Regions from separate parts of the Mus musculus genome. Here region 1 is linked to region 2. A link is a contact called in public HiChIP or PLAC-seq data. All regions are on one chromosome and are shown on one strand. Each heading gives the region's core, a stretch centred on a gene start, on an enhancer-like site or on the middle of the called end of the contact. The rest is flanking DNA. Distances are from core to core; before and after follow the strand shown.

Region 1 (7,022 bases), core at 2,652-5,151, 41 kb before region 2:
GTTAGTTTGTTTCTGTATATTGGGGAATTGAGACCTTGGGTGTTGAGGGATATTATCTTAGTGTTTTACTGCTGTGAAAAGACACCATGACCATTTCTTATAAAAGAAAGAATTTAATTGGGAGCTTGTTTACAGTCAGTGGTCCGGCCCATTATTGTCATGGCGGGAAGCATGGTGGCACACAGACCAACATGGTGCCAGAGAGGTAGCTGAGAAATCTATGCCCAGAGAAGCAGGCAGCAGGAAGAGAGAGAGACACTGGGTCTGGCTTGAGCATTTGAAACTCCAAAGCCCAACCCCCAATGACACATCTCCTATTCCCAGTCAAGTATCACCACTCCCCAGTAACTGAACATTCAAATACAGGAGCCTATGGGATGGTGCCTACTCAAACCACCACAGACTTCAGTGAGCACGGCTTATTGATTCCTGTTGTTTTGTTCTTGCAGTGGTAGTGATGATGGTAATGGTGGAGTGGTGTGTGTGTGTGTGTGTGTGTGTGTGTGTGTGTGTGTATGTGTGTGTGTGTATGTGTGTGTGTGTGTGTTTCCCTGCTCTTGATTTGCTGAGATTATTTCCTGTGCTTTCATGGCTGTTGCTGACCTCTTTAGGTTGGGGTTTTCCTTCTAGCACCTTCTGTAGGGTTTGATTTGTAGATAAATATTGCCTGAGTTTGGTTTTATCATGAAGTGTGTCCTTTCTCTGTCTATTGTGATGGAAAGTTTTGCTGAGTAGATTAATCTGGGCTGGCATCTGTGGACTCTTAGAGTCTGCAGCACATCTGTCCAGACCCTTCTTGTTTTTAAAGTCTATTGAGAAGTTAGGTGTAGAGCTGGGGGGGTGGTGCATGCCTTTAGTCCCAGCACTTCCGAGACAGACACAGGTGGATGCCTGTGAATTCGAGGACAGCCTGGGCTATTACTCAGAGAAACCCTGTCTTGAAAGAAAAGACAGAGAGAGAGAGAGAGAGAGACAGAGACAGAGACAGAGACAGAGACAGAGACAGAGACAGAGAGAAGCTGAATATGGTTCTATAGGTCTGCCTTATATGCTATTTGATAGTTTTCCCTCATGGCTTTTAATAGTCTTTGTTCTGTACACTTAGTGTTTCAATTATTATGTGCTGAAGGGACTTGCTTTTTGGTCCAGTCTCTTTGGTGTTCTGGAAGCTCCTTCTACCTCAACAGGCACCTCCTCCTTTAGGATGGGGAAATTTTCTTCTATGGTTTTGTTGATAACGTTTTCTGTGCTGTTGTCCTGGGTTTCTTCTCCTTCCTCTCTTCCCATTATTCTCAGAATTGGTCTTTTCAATGTGTCCCAGATTTTCTGGATGTTTTGTGCCTATTTTTCCTTTTAAAAGATTTAACATTTTCTTTGACTAAAGTGTCCATTTCTTCTATCATGTCCTCAATGTCTGAGATTCTCTCTTCCATCTCTTTTTCTTTCTTTCTTTCTTTCTTTTCTTCTTCTTCTTCTTCTTCTTCTTCTTCTTCTTCTTCTTCTTCTTCTTCTTCTTCTTCTCTTTTCAAGACAGGGTTTCTCTGTGTAGCTCTGGCTGACCTGGAACTCACTCTGTAGACCAGGCTGGCCTCGAACTCAGAGATCTGCCTGCCTCTGCTTCCCGAGTGCTGGGATTAAAGGCGTGCACCACCACGCCCAGCCCTTTCACCTCTTTTGTTCTGTTAGTTTACCTCTAGGTTCCTGTTTGAAATCCTAACCCTTTTCATCTCCACATCTCCTTCACTTTGGGTCTTGGTTGTTTGTTGGTTCTAGTTCAGGTCTTGAAGTGTTTTGTGCATTTCCTTCCATGGTTTGCATTTTCATAGATTTCTTTAAGGGATCGATTCGCTTCCTCTTTAAGCTTCTCCGTCATATCATAGAGGCCATTTTCAGGTCTTTTTCTTGCGTTTCAGCTCCACTGCAATACCCTGAGCCTGCTGTGGTAGGGTTGCTGGGCCCTCGTGGTTACCGTGCCCCAACTGTTACTGTGTTTTCATGTTGATGTCTAGACATCTGAGCTTGGAAAGATTGTGATTCTGGGGCTGATATCCGGTCTCGTCTTTGTTGGGCGGGTGTTTTGTTCCTCGGTTTCTGTTTCCTCTCCGGTTCTTAGGAGGGTTTGTGTTGCCTGGTAGGAAATTCTGGGATCCTGATAGGTGTGGCTACTGTGGGTTCCAGAAAAATAGGTTTCTAGGAGTTAAGCGCTGACACTTAAGAATGGGCTGGGCTGGTGAGAATGCTGAAGGGGTCCATAAGAGGGAGGGAAGCAGGGTGTTCCACTAGAATCTGCTTAATCCATTGGGCATGGGGGCAGAGAGTGAGGGGAAGCAGGTGGTCTGCTACAGCATTGAGGATCAGCCTCGGGGACTCTGCTTCTCTTGCTGGAGTGGCCAGATTCATTTTATTTTTAATTATTATGCATATATGTGCACATGTGTAAGTTCCTCAAAGTCCAGAAGATGACGTTGAATCTCCTAAAGCGGCTGAGAGCTGCCTTCATGAGTTGAGAACTGAGCTGGGGTCCTCCCCAAGGACTGTAAGCCCTCTTAACCACAGAGCCATCCCTGGCCCCAGCTGTGGCAGACTTTAGAATGCTTGTAAGGTAGATCATTCAAGGCAGTTTTATCCTTTCAGCCTGGCTACAAAATAACATGAGGTGAATACAGCAGGACAGTCATTTAACCCTCTCCTGTGGGAGTTTAAAACACAATGGGGGTCTGCTCTGTGAAACCCTCAGGGGTCTCCATCTCTTTTCTCTGTTGTTCTGTCTGTAGAAGCAGGGGTCTGTGATAGTGCAAGTGTCCCTAGCTGGGCCCCTCCCGTAAATACCTCTGAGCCATCTGGATGACAAAGAGGAACGACAGGAGTCTGATATTTAATACAGATGGCCACCTTGGTTTCTTCTCTTCTCAGCCCTTTCTTACAAATTGACAGCATCAAGCCAGACACAGTGGTTCCAAGCCTGTGACCCCGACACTGGAGGTAGAGGCAGAAGGATCAGGATTTCAAAGTCATAATGGATTCATGGCAATCCCAGGCTACACGAGGCATCAAAAGCCAAACAAGATGGCTGAAAGTCCAAGTTCCATTTTCCTAGGACCCTCATGAAGGTGGAAGAAGAAAGCCTACTCCCAAAAGTTGTCATCCAACCTCCACAAACACACTGTGGCATGCTCACATCCACAACCATAACTCTTGCATGCACACAAAATGAATAAAATGTCATTTAAAAAACGTTGGTAGCAACCAGGCTACCAACTTCCAAGCTGGGCAGTGGTGCACTCCTTTAATCTGAGCAGAGGCAGGCAGAACTCTGAGTTCAAGGCCAGAGTGAGTTCTAGGACAGTAAAGGCTACACAGAGAAACCCTATCTCAAAATACTCCCTTCCTCTGGTCCAAAAATAAACACACTAAATAGATAAATAAATAAATAAATAAATAAATAAATAAAAACCCTTTGGTAGCATAGCCATTAGCTGCAAGTGATACTTGGAAATCTAAACTTTATTCTGGCCAACTGTGTGGCTGTCTGTGGAAGGCGCAATTGCTACACTAAGGAAGGGAAGGTCCTGTCCCACATCAGAGACCTCCACATTCAAGGAAAACGGGTCCTGAGCAGAACAAACTCCATATTCTTCATCAAGAGGGCTCCTTGCTAGTGGAATAAGGCAGCTGAGTTCTAGTCCTGGCATAAATATTTGTCTATGGCAGCTATGGTGATACCGTGGCTAGGGGTGCCCATGTACCCCAGTTCTGAGCATTGAACAGTGAGAATTCACTGAAAGTTCTCAGAGATGTGTTTGACATCCTGTGGAAGAAAGGAGCGCAGAGGAGAGCTTCCGGGGCACTCCTGATTGGCCTGCTAGTGAGAGGCAAGTTGGCAGTCAGCCAGTGACCACAGAAAGGAAGCTACCGTGGGACCCTGACACCGCGTAGGAGACCTGAAAGACCCAGAGGAAAGAGCCAAGTAGAGAAAAGGCACTGGAGAAAGAAAAGATTATAGACATAGCAAGGGATGTGTAGAGCTACCCTGGGGTGATGAGCGGAGGCTGCCATCGGCCAGGACTGTGTGCGCAGCCCTGTGGTTTATTGTCTGCATTCGCCCATCCCCAGTGGGGACTGGTTTCCCTGCTTGTCAGCTGACTCACTGTCAAGCATGGCAGGCTGGTTTTCTTTCTGTGTTGGAGAGGATTGGGTTTTTGTTTTGGGAAATCTGATCTCTTGAGCAAGAGTTTGGCCTGGAAGAATACAGGAAGAAGGGAAGACCCTAGCTTCCCTACAGTATCTGGGATTTCTCTCCTGTTGGGAAAACTGGGGAGGTAGCAGGTTGTGCCCCCTAGAGAGTGCCCCCCCACACACACACACACCCTGCTGGGTTGGATGCTGGCTACTTGGCTGAGAAGAAAGCTCAAAGCCTCATCACCCTGGGGTGATGAGCGGAGGCTGCCATCGGCCAGGACTGTGTGCGCAGCCCTGTGGTTAGCCTTTAGTAAGCCTATAAGAAGCAAGACCGCAGGGCTGGAGAGATGGCTCAGTGGTAAGAGCATTTGCTGCTCACAACTGCCTGTGTAATTCCAGTTCCTCGGGCTCCAACTGGCGCCCTCTTCGGGCTACTATGGGCACTGCAGGCACCTGGCGGTCCTACATGCAGAAAGGCACTCAACCACATAAAATTTAAAAGAAAAAAAAAGACACAGCCATTCTCTGCTGCTACCAAACAGTTACCCTCGAGGAAAGCCTGCAGCCATGGCACAAGGAGACTCAGGCAGCCCTTAAAACAGGCCAGAAGAAGAGAGCTGAGGTTTCTGGCCAGGAGCTACCAACAGCCAGGTGAGTGAAAGGACCCTCCTCGGAGGACAGCCTTCAGCTGGCAGCCGCTCCAGACCTTTACTTTAGGAGGGGCCCTGAGGCAAAACAGGCAGCTAAGACACCCCTCGCCTTCTGTCTCAGAAACCCAAGACATCTAGGAGTGGGACCAGCATGGATATCCATCAGCTGATGGAAGGATTGATGGATGGAGGAGATGCGGAAGGTACAGACTGTGGAAATCATTCAGCTGTGAAATAATATGAAATAGTGACATTTGCAGAGAAATGGATGAAGCTGGAAATCCTCGAATGAAGTAAATGAAGTAGAAGTAGAATAAACCAGGCTCAAAAGGACAAATAGGACCTGCGTTCTCTCACATGTGGGTCCTAGATTTTAATTCCTCTATGTGTGTGTATGTGTGTGTGTGTGTGTGTGTGTGAGAGAGAGAGAGAGAGAGAGAGAGAGGAGAGAGGAGAGAGAGAGCGCGCAGGAGGTAAGAGCCAGTGGGAGGGGCCAGGAAGAGGGCGGGGAGAGGAGGAGGAGCAAGAAGCGGCAATGGAATTTGTAAGCCAACATTGGGGTGGTGGTGGGGCACCAGTAAAATGTGTTTTGAGCCTTGCGTAGTTAAAGATGCCTTGAGCCCAGCTCTCTAGACAGAAGCAGGCAGATCTGTGAGTTCCAGGCCAGCCAGGGCTACACAGTAAGACCCAGTCTCAAACAAAACAGAAACAGAAAATCGAAGCTTTAAGGTCTGAAGGAGATAGCTCAGTCCATAAATTCCCTTGCCTTGTGTCTCAGTTACTGCCATATTGCTATGAGAAGACACCATGGCCAAATCAACTTATAAAAGAAAGCATTTAACTTCGGAGCTCACAGTTTCAGAGGGTGAGCTGATGACCGTCAAGGCAGAAAGCGTGGCTGCAGGCAGGCAGGCTGGCAGACATGGCGCTTGAGTGGCAGCGGGGAGCTTACATCTTATCCACAAGCAGCAGTGAGAGAGACAGAGACAGAGAGGGGAGAGAATGGGCCTGGCATGGACTTTTGAAACCTCAAACCCTATCCCACCCCCCGTGACACACCTAATCCAACAAGGCAATGCCCCCCAATCCTTCCCAAACAGTTCCACCAACTGCGGACCAAACATTCAAATATATGAGCATATCACTCAGTGCACCTTTGTAAGTGTGATGAACTCCATGATGACCTGAGTTCTATCCCTAGAACCCACATTTTCTTTTTTTTTTTTTTTTTTTTTTTTTGGTTTTTTGAGACAGGGTTTCTCTGTGTAGCCCTGGCTGTCCTGGAACTTACTTTGTAGACCAGGCTGGCCTCGAACTCAGAAATCCACCTGTCTCTGCCTCCCAAGTACTGGGATTAAAGGCGTGCGCCACCACTGCCCGGCTCGAACCCACATTTTCAAAACAAAACAAGAACCAAAAATCCAGACATGCTTGTAATGCAAGCATTGTAATACAGAGTGAGTTCCAGGACAGCCAAGGCTAAACAGTGAAACCCTTTGTCTCAAAAAAACAAAAACAGAAACAAAACAAACAAAAAAAGCCAAAAAGAGCTGGACAGTGGTGGCACAGGCCTCTAATCCCAGCACTTGGGAGGCAGAGGCAGGCAGATTTCTGAGTTTGAGGCCAGCCTGGTCTACAGAGTAAGTTCCAGGACAGCCAGGGCTACACAGAGAAACCCTGTCTCAAAAAAACAAACAAAAAAACCCAAACAAACAAAACAAAAACAAAAACAAAAAAACCAACCACTGGATGGATAGATGGTAGATAGATAGATAGATAGATAGATAGATAGTTTTTAAAAACTTTTTTGTTTGTTTTGTTTTGTTTTGTTTTGAGACAGGGTTTTTCTGTGCAACCCTGGCTGTCCTAGAACTCACTCTGTAGACCAGGCTGGCCTCAAACTCAGAGATCACCTGCCTCTGCCTCCCAAGCACTGGGATTAAAGGCCTGCGCCACCACCTAACTAGACAGATACTTTTTAAAATGTAGTTTTAGGCCAAGTATAATGGCACATTCCTTTATCATAGCACTTGCAAGATAAGCAGATCTCTGTGCGTATAAGGCCAGCCTGATCAGGACACTGGAGCTATATAATGAGACCCTGCCTCAAAAAACAAACAAGAAACAAATAAAGCAGTTTTAGGCCAACTCTGATGGTACACATCTTTAAGCTCAGCATTCAGGAAGCAGATG
Region 2 (7,574 bases), core at 2,203-4,702:
CCGGAACCTTCATTTTTTTTTTTTTTTTTTTAAACTTTGTTTAGAGACTGGGTCTCTGCTGGTACTTAGATTTTACAGGGTCTGGGGGTTGGGGTGGGATGTATATAAAACTTGTTCCAATTTGAGCCCAAATGGAGTACTCTGACCCAGTGAAAACCCACCATCTCTTGAGTCCCAGCAGTTGGGGGTCAGAGGCAGGCTAAGGCCTTACTCTCCCCCAAAGAAAATGAATAAATAAAAATAAAAAGGTGGATAGGAATACTCTCTCACTCTTGTAATCCCCAAACCAACCCTGAACCAGGGTTTGGGAAGGATTGGGGGTGTCTGAGGGAAGTTACCTGAAGAGACAGTTTGCCTGAAGAACACTTGGCCCTTGATGATCTCTTCATCGTGCTCAAACGGAATATCTCCGCAGACCATGTCATAGAGCAGGATCCCAAGGGACCAGACAGCTGCCGACCTGCCGTGGTAGCGATGGTAGCGAATCCACTCTGGAGGACTGTACACTCGGGTCCCTACCAGCAGAGGGAATAGAAAGAAACCAGCATTAGCAAAAAAAAAGTTAACAAAGCAGCTAGTCTGAGCCGCTTCTTTTAATTTTTTTTTTCTCCTCCAAAGTTTCTCTGTGTAGCTCTGGAAGTGACTCTGTAGGCCAGGCTGGCCTTGAACTCGGAGATCTGCCTACCTCTACCTCCCAAGGGCTGGATTAAAAGCAAGAACCACCACCTCCACTAGGTTTTCAAATATTTTTTAATAAAGACACTGCCTGGCTCGGGTTTGGTGGCACATGCCTTTAATCCCAGCTCTCAGGAGGCAGACAGGCAGATTTGACTTTAAAACAACCATATTTTTTTTTTCTCTCCATCTCTGCCTCTCTGGTCCAGACAGAAAATGAAGAAATGATATGGTAGCTCTCTGGGAGCCCAAAAACCCTAAACCCAAATCCCTTACACATCGGCCCAAAGACAAATAAAGCCACCGAAAAGCTCAAGTCTAGAGGCCCCACTCAGTGGGTTAGCCTTTAACTACAAGGACCCCAGGGCCCTGCCACACCAGTCTCATCTAGACCGGGCCCAGGTGAGGGCCTTTATACACAACTAACTCAGGGTGTGCTTTCCTCCGGGTTCTATGCAAGCAAGGCATAGACACTGCACTCTCCCACTCCCTAGACTGGAAAGGTACAGTTGCAGGGCTGGTTTCAGACCACGTGATTCCTGTTTACAAACTTTGGGGAGTAAAAAAAAAAAAAAAAAAAAAAGGTGCTAGCCTCGTGGTGCTCAACAGGGGGCAGCAAAGACTTGCCCAGGGGGGGAAAAACACAGGGGAGGACTCAGCCAGCCATTAACTGTTAAATACAAAAAACGCAGCCCAGCCCGGCATCCTCCAAAGAAATTCAAACCACAAGCCAGAGTCACAAGTTTTGAAAGGCCATAGTTTGTCCGGGTGAGCCACTCGGATCGTGACCCACCCTCGCGCTTTGATCTACTATTCCTGCCCTCCACTGCTGAAAGAACGCGATCCAAGCCCCTCCCTATGGTAGATAGGTTTTCATCCTCCCAGCGGAGACTCCCAACTAATTTTCAAACCAGCAACAGATCTTATTTCACAACATTCATTCCAGGCCTCGTCACCCCACAACACCCCCAAGTGGGGTGAAACCGCGGCTCTTATTCCTTTACCCTCAAAAGCAAAACAAAACAAAACAAAACAAAACCCTGCAGTTCTAAGAACTACCTTAAAACTCCCCCACAAAACAAAACTACAAAAGAAAAAAAAAAAAAAAGAAAAAGAAAAAGAAAAAAATCAGCACCAATGTCTCCCGCCACCAACGGCTCCACCTCCTACTGGAGGGAAAAGTGGGTCATACTTTAGAAATCTGGGCTACAGCCGGCTACCCACGACCTCTTATTCACCGGGAAAGCATGGAATTTAATAAATTCCTGCTGAAAAGAAAAACAAGCAAACACCAGCAGCAACAACAAAAACAACAACAACAACAAAACCCCAATCACGCCAGAAATGTTGCAGGTTCGTTCAACCAGCTCGAAATCCCCGGCTGTACTATGCCGGGAAGCTCGCCTCTGCCCCACCCCTGCCAGCTCTGAGCCAGGCGGCCCAATGACCTTTACAAAGGGCCGGAGCCGAGGCCGCCAGAGGCTTCCAGGCCGGCACCTTGGGCAGCTCCCTCCCCGGGGCCTGGCTCACCATCAAAGTCCGTGTAGACTGTGTCCTTGAGCAGCGCCCCCGACCCGAAGTCGATGAGTTTGATTTCGCCGCGGCTCAGGTCGATTAAGATGTTCTCGTCCTTGATGTCGCGGTGGAGAACCCCGCAGTTGTGGCAATGCCGCACGGCCTCCAGCACCTGCCAGAAGAATCCTCGGGCCAGGTCCTCCTGTAGGGCTCCTCGTTCGGTGATAAAGTCGAAGAGGTCTTGCACCGGTTCGGGCCTCTCCAGGATCAGCACGAAACTATCGGGCCTCTCGAACCAGTCCAGAAGTCTAATGACGCCCGAGAAGTCCGAGCTCACCTTCTTCAACAGGACCACTTCCATGGGCACTCGGGTGCCATTGGGCTGCAGAGTGAGGGCGAGGGTTAGCGCGCCGGTTCCGGCACGCCCGTCGCCACCCACCCACCCATGAGAGGGTCTCTGGCTCCGGCTCACTCACCAGTTCTCCCCAATCGGAAATCCGGTCCTTCTCCACGTGCTTAATGGCCACCTGGAAGAAGACCCCCGAGTCTCCATCAGACCCTCCTGCTCAAAGCATCCCTCCGCGCGCCCTCCCCGAGGCGGCGTTGCCCACTCACCGGCAAGTTGTCGGCGACGCGGATGCCAGAGTAGACCGAGCCGAAGCCACCGCTGCCCAACAGCGGGCCCACCTGGTACTGCGACTCCAGGGGCTCCTTCTCTTTGCCTAGGAAAGAGGCACGGGACACTCAGCGCGCTCGACCCACGCGGGGGTCTCCCGGCGTCCCAACGACCCGCGCGCCCAGGGTGGGGTGGGGACACTCACCCGGCGCCAGCTTGGTGGCGTGCAGGTCGTTGCAGGGCGCGGCGCGCAGGTGGGCCAGGGAGTTGATCTTGGACAGGAGCATCCCCACCTCCAGGGTGTCGGTGCGGCGCCGGTGCCGGGACGAGCAGCAGCGGCGGCGGAGCGAGCTGGGGCTGAGCCGACGGCCGGGACTCAGACTGCGGGTGGCGTTGCGGCTCTGGCTGCGGCTGGCGCGCAAGGCCGAGGGCGAGTCGGAGGACGACTGAGGGCGCTGGCGGGGCTGGCCGCGGGCGGGTTCGCCGGCTGGGTCAGGCAGTGCGGGAGGCGGCAGGGCGAGAGGCGCTGCGGGACCCAGGGCTGCTGCTGACTGTGACTGCTGCTGCTGCTGCTACTGCCGATCCCGCCGCCGGCACTGCCGACTCCCCTCCAGCCTCCTCCGCCGCCACGGCCGCTGCTGCAGACGCCCGGCTCGCCCCGCCGCCAGGAGTAAAGGGGCGGAGCGCGCCGCTGGGGAGGGCGCGCGCGGCGGGCGGGGACGGGGCGGGGCCTCTCCGGGAGGCCGAGGTGGGGAGCCGGGCTGGCTCGGCGGCGGAGGGCGGAGAGGGGGCGGGGAGGCGGCGGGACCAGGGCCGCTCCCCTCCGCTCCGCCCCCTCGCGGCTACACCCCTCTCCCCGGCCCCGCCCTCGGGCGCGGCTTCAGCCAACCAGAAGACGCCCTATTTGCATAAGGCGTTGCGGGCCCCGCCTCTCGCCTCGCGGTCAGAATGGTCGCTAACGCCGCCACGACGTGGCGGGAAGGAAAAGGCGCCAAAACGGAGGGGGAGGGGCGCTGGGCGTGCAGGGAGGCGGGAGCTGGGTGGCGCGCGCGGGCGGGGGAGGAAGGATGGGGAGGGGCGTATCGATTCAAACCCAAACAATAACAAAGCCATCAAAGGCCGCCCGAGGCCAGCTCTGCCGGCTCTGTGTTTCCCGGAGATTTGGGTTGTGGAGGGGGGTCGAGGATTGGAGCTGGAGCGTAGCAAGTTGTGAGAAATGGAAGGGCGTTGGTGTGGCGGGCGCGGAAGCCATGAGTAGGGACCGCGTGTGTGTGGATGCCGACCAGGGTGGTCCTCTGGTGTGACTCAGCCCGGAGACCTCCAAGGCTGCTGGGGCGGGTTGACGATGTTATGTGGGCTAGATCCTGGGGGTGATGATTGTGTTTTTGGGGGCGAAGGCTGTGCAAGACGTGAGTCACCGGCATTTTGCACACCGAGGCCAGTCACAGGCCTGCGAGGAAAAGTGGGGGAGACCTGGGATGCGAGGAGCCGGTGACAAAGATTCTCAATTTAGAAATGCAGAGAGAATTAGAAGGGACCCGGGGTACCTGATCCCCTCGGTCCATGTCCGAGCGCCTGAGAGAGGAAATCACGACACAAACGTTAGCTTTCTCTTGCCAAATGCTGCCTCAGCCCCTTCTGAGAGGGCGGGAGGAGCAGGAAAATTCCTGATCGCGGGCGAGGGTGGGAGGGTGCCGCTGGGTTTAATCAGAGGTTGTTGCGGTAGTTACCTTCTCATCAGCTTGGTATTAGCAGTCAGGCGATACCAGATATTATTGGCCCCCACCCCAGCCTTGTCTCAAAGGAAAGTCCCCACATGCACGTGGAAATACCACGGAAAGCTAGCCGAGTCCGCTTTCATCTTTTGTCCTTTTGAACTTCATGGAGAGTTGATAACGACGTGTGGAAATGGGTAAACTCTCATTCTGTGTAATCCATATAAACTGAGATACTGGTGGCCAGAGTCATGGACAGCCAGCTACACCCCTTGTTCGTTATTTTTGTTGTTGTTCTTAGGTCTGAGAGATCTTTAAAGGAGGAACGAGCCTGTTGTGGATGTAGTCATTAGCGCACGCGTTTAAATGCTTCCTTTACAAGTTTTCCATGCTGCTTATAAAGATGCCCAGAGACTCCATAACTTTTATGGATGCCTCTTACAAAACATTACATATTTCCCTTTGTTTGTGTTCTGTGGACTAACTCATTCATTTCTGATGACGAAAGGAGAAAAACCCAGGGGAAGGAGAATTACTTCCTTTTTTGCAGATAGGAAAATGACTCGTCACTGGGATGACACAGGGTCATACGACAGCAGAGAGAATGGCCCAAATTCTGCTCCTGAGGGTTCAGAGCTCTCCCTTTAATCAGCCTAAAAACATCTATGGCACTGGTATTGAGCAGGCAATCAGAAAACAGGTATGCCTAGAGTGGTGCCCAACGTTAAAACCACAACATTCTAACCAGGCCAGCCTTGTCTACAAAGAGAAACTCTGTCTATAAATAAATATGTGTTAAACACCAGTACAACTACCTCCAGTTCTCTATCAGGCCCTCAGCTCTGTCCAAACAGGACTATTTCCACTTGTTTTCAATCTCCCAGCACATTCCAGACTTTGTGCCTCTGAAAACTAAGTCCACCTGTCCAAAGTGCCCTGTCCTCTTCTCGGAATGTGTCTGATGTTGGGAAATCAATCCAGGGTCTTACACATGCACCCTGTCACCAACCTACATACACTCCAGTCCTGTCGCTTATTCAAAGCCTTGCGTTCTGAACAAGGCGCGTGTATTTCCACATTTTTTTGCTGAACAAATTCTAAGCCTTCGTTCACTGCCACCCATCTGATGGTCATGTGGGGTTCTTACAAAGAAAAAAAAATCTTTCTGGGCTGGGGATGCTGCTCGGTTGGTAGGGTCCTTGCTTGGCATACAGAAGAAAATCCTAGGTTTGATCCCTGGGCACTGCATAAATGGTACTTTGATCCCAGGACAAAGGAGGTAGAGTCAGGTCAAAGTTCAAAGTCAGTCAGAGACACAAAAGATCCTGCCTTAAAACAAGAAGACTTTCTGTATGCTATCTCTTCGTTGATTTATACTGTCTACCTGCTTTGTTTCCTTTTTCTGCTTCTTTTTTTTTTTTTTTTTTTTTTTTTTTTTTTTTTAAACAGATTTATTTATTTATTTATTTAATGTAAGTACACTGTAGCTGTCTTCAGACACTCCAGAAGAGGGAGTCAGATCACATTACGGATGGTTGTGAGCCACCATGTGGTTGCTGGGATTTGAACTCCGGACCTTCAGAAGAGCAGTCGGGTGCTCTTACCCACTGAGCCATCTCACCAGCCCCCTTTTTCTGCTTCTTAATATACAATCTCACTGTGCATGCCAAAGCCAGGACAGTTCTCAAATTCATGGATCGTTTGCTTCTGCCTTCCCTCTTGCCCACACTGCAAGCACAACCACCCTTTATCCAACCGTTTCTGATGGGAGATGACCCAACGTAAAGAACACTTAACAGCAATTCATGAACCTGATGTAGTGGGTCATCCTTGTCATTCTAATATTTGGAAGGCTGAAACAGGAGGACTGCCAAACTGAGCAGTATAGTGAAGCCAGACAGTGGTGTAACCAAGACCATATGTCAAAAGGAAAAGCCTTATGGCTGAGGATGTAGCTCAATGATCAGATAGTCATCTAGCATGCCTGGGGTTCATGATCAACAAGGGAAGAAAAAAAAACCCAAGCAGACAAAACAACAACAACAACAGCAACCAGGATATTTAAGTGAGCACAGGAAAAAATAAGGCCAAAGGTGAGAAATAAATAAACCAGAAGATTCCATTAAGGAAGCTTTCGGGACTGAGAAGAGGTACCTGGTGGTTATGAAACCGGCTAAGTTACTCAGCCTTTCTTCCTAAGCTGTAACATGGGTGCAGATAACATCACCTACCTCCTCACTGGAAGAAGCAAAGTCGGCCTGTAAGTGTGAAGGCTAGCCCCAGACCCAGCACAAAGCTAACCCCAGCTATGACATGGCAACAGAGCCCATTGTGATGGCAATTATGACAGCAAGCACCTTGAAAAGAAATTGTTGGCACGTCTTTTTATTACAAACATATTTGTGGGGATGGGCACACATCACAGTGGGTGTGTGGAGGTCAGAGGACAGCTGATGTTGGAAGGTCCTTATACCTAGAAGGGTCCAAAGGTAAAAATGTCGGATAAGGGAACTGAGAAGTGGATAAAGGTGCTGCCAAACAGAGTTTGATCTCCTGGGTCCTTGTCCTTAAATCCCCAAGTTGTCCTCTGACTCTCTCTCTCTCTCTCTCTCTCTCTCCTCTTTCTCAATAAACAAACAAGTAAAGGGGACTGAAGAGATGATGGCTAAGTTGTTAATAGTGCTTACTGCTCTTGCAGAGGACCTGAGTTCAGTTTCTAGCACCCAAGTCTAGTGACTCCCTTGAGACTGATCCTATGTCCTATTCTGGTCCCTTCATGCACTTGCCCTCTCGTGAACCTGTACACACACATGCACGTGTGTGCATACACACGCACATACATACCTATTCATGCATATAATCGTCTAAGGAAGAGTCGGGAAAATTACCCTAATGATTAAATAACAAATGGTTTTGGAAAGACAAAAGCCATACTTGCAGATCTGGGTAAAGAGTAGTGTTTGTTATCCCTAAACTGTACAGGAATCAAAATGTCAAAGGTTGCCGGGCAATGCTTATCATCAGAGAAGTGTAGGAGGAAGTTTGAAGGGATA

The links. HiChIP or PLAC-seq counts read pairs in DNA pulled down with a chosen protein or histone mark.
Region 1: a contact with region 2 is called in an H3K27ac HiChIP or PLAC-seq map of CD8 T cells, with 8 times the contacts expected there. The contact joins the enhancer-like site here to the promoter of Pim1 in region 2. A contact is called at or near these places in 2 of 39 promoter capture datasets (embryonic stem cells and liver), 8 of 115 datasets of contacts at active chromatin or transcription factors (CD8 T cells, the SCID.adh cell line, effector CD8 T cells and 2 more) and 3 of 9 other capture datasets (adipose tissue, liver and pancreatic islet).

The regions. Positions count from the first base shown.
Region 1 is chr17:29,529,025-29,536,046 of GRCm38.p6, reverse strand. All of the region lies in intron 2 of Tmem217 (transmembrane protein 217), which reads left to right. Among named protein-coding and RNA genes, the nearest start is that of Tmem217, 17 kb to the left of the region's middle. Within about 2 kb of position 3,901, at least 80 of the 459 cell types and tissues checked have an H3K27ac peak or open chromatin away from gene starts, as enhancers often do. A contact at or near this core is called in CD8 T cells, the SCID.adh cell line, effector CD8 T cells and 1 more, where this site is marked.
Region 2 is chr17:29,486,663-29,494,236 of GRCm38.p6, reverse strand. Pim1 (proviral integration site 1) reads right to left here and starts at 3,452. Exons shown (of 6, transcript NM_008842.4): 1 at 3,012-3,452; 2 at 2,806-2,912; 3 at 2,667-2,717; 4 at 2,206-2,572; 5 at 339-515. The coding sequence starts at 3,093. It overlaps Gm26885 (predicted gene, 26885), which reads left to right and starts at 2,693. Exons shown (of 4, transcript NR_168683.1): 1 at 2,693-3,060. It overlaps Gm41558 (a long non-coding RNA gene), which reads right to left. Exons shown (of 2, transcript XR_876727.2): 2 at 6,891-6,994.